Linked DNA regions of Rattus norvegicus: region 1 is linked to region 2. A link is a contact called in public Hi-C data. All regions are on one chromosome and are shown on one strand. Each heading gives the region's core, a stretch centred on a gene start, on an enhancer-like site or on the middle of the called end of the contact. The rest is flanking DNA. Distances are from core to core; before and after follow the strand shown.

Region 1 (2,700 bases), core at 192-2,691, 71 kb after region 2:
CGAGGCTTAGAGAGTATATAGCTCAGTCGTAGTCACCTAGCTTTAGTGGCAGAGCCAGGATTTAACCACGAGTATACCTCTCTTCAAAGCCTACACCTATTACCAACAGGCCCCAGGCTCACCCGCTCCTCTCCGCCCCTTCTCACTGTGTGAACTCCAGGCTTTCCCTGCTAGGGTCCATTTCTCTTTTGGTCTTCATTCTTGTTCTCTCTTCTTCCCAGAGCCAGAGCAAACGTCTCCATTTGACTCCTTATCCCTCACTGCCAGTTTCCTCTCCTCTTGACCTTGAGCCTGCCCTACCTGAACCCTGGGGTCTGCCAGCCCTCCCCTAGGTGATGCCTCAGACTTTGGGGTTAGAAGAGCTGGTGAGGGGAGCAACGGCTACCCTCACGTGACTGTACCCAGCCAATTCACAAAGACAAGATGTCAAGTTAATGAGCCTGTAGGCTTCTAATTAGCTGTCAATTACCTCAAATTAATCAACTCCTCGCCTAATTAAGCACTATCGGCAGGTGAGCACAAAGCAGGCCATTGTGTGGGAGCCATGAGAAAAGCCAGGCTGGCAAACTTGGTTAGGATCAGCGCTGCGCACGGCAACGGCCTCCGACAGCTCTGAGCGAGCAGCCAGCTAAGTGGCCCTGGGGCCCTCTAGCCCCAACACTGGGGTCTCCAGGACCTCTTTGGAACCTGGGTGAATGATGACAGGGAGATGTGGAGCTCTGAGGCAGATAGGACTTTAGGGAAGTGGATCGGTAGGAACGGAGAGCCATGGAAAGTCCTCTTGAACAGCCCCTGATACCTGAGATCCTGGGCAGGGCCGGAGCGGAGCCAAGAGGAAGTTGGGAGTTAAGGCTCCCAACAGAAGTGCGCTCTGCGACACTGGAAACGACTTAGACTTCTTTGAGCTGCTTCTCCATTCTAAAGATTGGGAATACTTTTTAAGCCCTTTCTGGATCTCTGAGACTCGCTGTGGGAAGTGCCTGGTGAGTGCTGATCAGTGCATTCAGTGGTGGTCACAGTGGGGGTCACCTGCTTCCCCTGAGAACTGTTCAGGCTATAGTCTGCACCGCCAGGCTCCTGACGGTCCCCAGCTTTCAGTGCACCCCTGAAGAATATGAACTGATGGTCTGGAATATGCCAGGTGCTGGAGGCCAGGGTATGCTAGCTATCACATCTATGTCCCCATCTCTCGCCACCTTTGGGTACCCAGGGCTCAGGTGTCCATCCCTCTCCACTCACAAAGAGCCCCGGATACAATACACGCCTCATCATATGAGTTAAACATCGGGCCCCAACTAAAGAACTGGAAGAAAGGGCCAGATAAGGGCCCCCTCCAATTTAGGTGTTGGAGGTGCAAGGCCTAAGGTGCCAGGGCCTGAGGACAGACCTTGGGCACAGAGGATCACATGTCTGATGTGATCCTGGCAGCTGAATACTTCCCGGCTTCCTGCACAGGGCAGGGTGAGCTTGGCAGCTGTGATTCCAGTAAGGGACAAACTCCAGCACACCGAGTGTGTTCTGCCCCCAGCCACCCCACCCCTGCCTCACCCTGTCCACCTTTGGAATTTGTATTCACCATCTCCACCCTGACACGGGACATCTTCCCTTGTGGGGCCATGGAGACCCCTTGTGAAAGCTTGGAAGCATTCCCCACCCCCACCCCTAGTATCAATCAAACACTTAGCAAACATTTATTGTGCCTGCTGATCAAAGCTCACAAGCGAAGGGAGATGTCTGGGCAAACACAGTTGTTTTTTTTTTTTTTCCCCTCCCCAACCCCAACACAATTGTTAATGTGTGCCCTGGGGAGGCAAGGCACTTACTAAGTGCCTACTGTGTGCTGGCAGGAATAGCATATAAAAATTGATGAGTATGTTACCTGTGTATATAGCTGTGTTTAATGCAGTTTATCAATATAGATACTACTTTTACAGTGTTTGTTTAGACAGAGACTCGGTGTATAGTCTGGGCTGGCCTTGAACTCATTCACGGTTCTCCTATTTCAGTCCCCCACTGGCCAGGTTTACACATGAGCACCACCAAGCCCAGCAGTAGACATGTACGGTTTTGATTTCCTGTATGTCTTTGGAGATTTTTTTGCTTGTTTAATTAATTTATTTATTTATTTTACTTATTCACTTTACATCCCGATCACTGCTGCCCTCCTGGTGACCCCTCCCACAATCCTTCTCCATCTCCCTCCCCCTTCTCCTCTGAACAGGTAGGGGTTCCCTGAGTATCCCCCCAACCCTGGCACTTCAAGTCTCTGGGAGACAAGGTGCTTCCTCTCCCACTGAGTCCAGACAAGGCAGCCCAGCTAGAAGAACATATCCCACACACAGGCAACGGCTTTTGGGGTCGCCCTGCTCCAGTTGTTTAGGACCCACATGAAGACACATGAAGGTCAAGCTGCACATCTGTTACAGATGAGCAGGGAGGCCTAAGTCTAGCCTGTGTATGTTCTTTGGTTGGTGGTTCAGACTCTGAGAGCTTCAAGGGTCCACGTTAGTTGACTCTGTTCGTCTTCCTGTGGAGTTTCCATCTCCTTTGGGGCCCGTGTATTTTATTTTTTTAGGGCCCTGTAATCCAGAGTTGACTGGAATTCAGTGTGTAGCCCAGGCTAGCTTCAAATGCTCCACAGTCCCCCTGCCTTAGCCTCTGGAATGTTGGCGTTTCAGGTGTGAGAAGCCATACTCGGCT
Region 2 (2,700 bases), core at 179-2,678:
GAAAAAACCAATGCTGCTTCCAAACTCTTCTCTTAGTGCCCCGTGTGCATGTGTTTTTGAAAGTAGCTATATTGAGACATTATTGTCCTCCTCCATTTTTGCTTATTGGACAGGATGTTGCTGTCTGTCTGGCTTCAAACTCAAGGCAATTTTCCTACTTCACTTCCCAGGTGTTGGGCTTTAGAGGCATGGACCACCATGTCTAACTGTAAAGACAGTTAGCTCTGTTGAATTCTAATTTTAATCTGTGATTGAAAGAGAGAATAACTGGAACTCTACACTCTAGGATTTCTTCTTTGTTGTCTGGTGTCAAGGTTTCTTGTCTGGCTTTTATAATAAGACTACTGTGTTCTTGGTGAAGGGGAAAAAAAACATCTCATATGTAGCCTCTAGATGGCAGCATAGGTCTTACAGTATTTCTAATTCTGGCCATCCTGCTTGAACTGGGTTTTTGATTTGGGTAAAGTAATTTTTGTGGGTTATGCCAGACAGTTTGCCTAACCTTTTTCTTTTCATTCTTTCTTTTCTTCATTGCTTCGTATAATTTTTTAAAGCTCATTTCCTTTTTGAAGCAATGTATATTTTTGATGCTTAGAGTCCTTTAGTTTCTTTATTATTCAAAGTAGTATTTTGCATTGCGTTATGGAGATTGGATCTTTAACATTCCAAAGGTGTGATTGTTCAGTTCCGTTCTCACCCTTGATAAAGGCTCTGAGAATGGGCTCAGTGCCCTCTGCTGTGTGCTTCCCTTACTGTAGTCTTTCTTGCAATCTTGAACTCTGCTGTGTTATCCTGCACTATCAAGCAATACCATGTTAAATAAAAGAATAATTTTATCTAAAGTTGGTAGACTAAACTCTGGCAAGTAATCCTTAAGAAAAATTAAAGTATTTTAAAATAAGGTCATTAAGTCATTTTGAACAATCAGATAAGGAAAGAAAGAAAGAAGGAAGGAAAGGAAGAAAGAAAGGGAAGAAAGAAAGAAAGGAAGAAAGAAAGAAAGGAAGAAAGAAAGGAAGAAAGAAAGAAAGGAAGGGAGAAAGAAAGAAAGGACAAAAGAAAGAAAGAAAGAAAGGAAGAAAGGAAGAAAGAAAGAAAGAAAGGAAGAAAGAAAGAAAGAAAGAAAGAAAGGTGTCCCATTCAGCAGCTGTTGCTGTTCCCAGTGGCTCTGGATGGAACATGAGGCTGTGTAGAATACCATCACCTCACTATGCACATTCAAATCTAGGAGGAAGGGGAGAGATGGTAAGTAACAACTCTTAATAGGCCTTAGAGAGCTAAGTTCTGTAAGAGTGCAGAGAAGTAATTGTTTTGGAGAGAAGATGGCGGTGCAAGCTGCTGCAGGAAGAACAGATAAACTTCCTTTTATATGCCATTGTGAGTTGATCAATAAGACCTGTCTAGAACCACTGAACTGAGGGCTCTGTTTTCAGAGAAGTTAGTTACTCAGTAACTGATGTCTGCCCTAAGCAAGAAAAAGGAACATGGTAGCAGTGTTTGAAACATTGAAAATAATAGACTCCCTGGGTCGTGATGGCCCATCCCTTTATGAGTCTCTGAATTTTAGGCTAGCTTGGACTACAGAGCAAATTCCAGGAAAGCCAGGGCTACACAGAAGCTCTGGGTTTTGAGGGGGTTTCTTGGGGTGGGGCACTAAGACTTGAGGAGATGACTCAGTGGATAAGAGCACTTGTTGAGTAAGCATCCCCAGCTCCCACATAAAACACCAGGCTCAGCCTCATGCGTCTGTAACCCCAGTGTTAAGTGGTAGAAACAGGAGTTACTGGGAATTCTCTGTACCCTCAGTGGCCAACTTCATGTTCAGTGCACGCTGTGTGAAGAGATTAATAAGGTAGAACATTGTAGTTGGTCTTTGCCACTTTGTGGGTTCTTCCCTCCCCACCCTTTACACACACACACACACACACACACACACACACACACACACACACACACACCCCGCTCATTTCTTCCCCAGCAGTAGATAGGAGAGAAAGGATAAAGGGGGGAGAGAGGATCCTTGATCTATTTGTTTTCCTTTTGTTTCTTCTTTGAGCATGACTACTAACAAACCACAACCAGCCCCCATGACCAACACCCCTCCTCTCTGGGCCCTAGCATTTCTATGTACTCTCTGAGTTCCCTGAGTTCCAGACATCATGCAATTGCAGAAACCGTCTGCAGCTAGCAAAACCATGCCTCTGCTAGAGCACTGTCAGCTGCTGCAGACAGTCCAAAGCAGCCCCATATCCCTACACCTGGGATTAAAATGAAAGCACATTCTTATAATATTTCTGTTTTTTTTAAAGAAACCAAAATTCCAGAATTGATACTACAGAGAATGACAGAAGAAGACACCCCAAGTTATCTTGACTCTGCATGTGCACCTATGGGTGTACACACACACCCACACACCACCACCACCACCACCACCACCACCACCACTAAAAACAACAACAATGGAAATGAATTTTAAAGAACGTGTAGAGGGGTTGGGGATTTAGCTCAGTGGTAGAGTGCTTGCCTAGGAAGCGCAAGGCCCTGGGTTCGATCCCCAGCTCCAAAAAAAAAGAACCAAAAAAAAAAAAAAAAAAAACATGTAGAATCTTCATGGGTAGAAATGGAAGGGAACGTAGTCCGGGTGTTTTGAATATTGGCAGTTAAGTAGAGTTTGGGAGCAATAGCTGTGTTCAAAAGAAT

Evidence for each region. A called contact is a pair of places that touch in the nucleus more often than the background predicts.
Region 1: a Hi-C map of liver shows a contact between it and region 2, with 2.3 times the contacts expected there. The contact joins two enhancer-like sites. A contact is called at or near these places in 4 of 12 Hi-C or Micro-C datasets (Schwann cells, kidney, liver and 1 more) and 1 of 1 datasets of contacts at active chromatin or transcription factors (oligodendrocytes).

The regions. Positions count from the first base shown.
Region 1 is chr6:109,919,875-109,922,574 of GRCr8, forward strand. It overlaps a transcript of Lin52 not described here. Among named protein-coding and RNA genes, the nearest start is that of Vsx2, 27 kb to the right of the region's middle. Within about 2 kb of position 1,442, at least 4 of the 93 cell types and tissues checked have an H3K27ac peak or open chromatin away from gene starts, as enhancers often do. A contact at or near this core is called in liver, where this site is marked.
Region 2 is chr6:109,848,408-109,851,107 of GRCr8, forward strand. All of the region lies in intron 5 of Lin52 (lin-52 DREAM MuvB core complex component), which reads left to right. Among named protein-coding and RNA genes, the nearest start is that of Lin52, 20 kb to the left of the region's middle. Within about 2 kb of position 1,429, at least 4 of the 93 cell types and tissues checked have an H3K27ac peak or open chromatin away from gene starts, as enhancers often do. A contact at or near this core is called in liver, where this site is marked.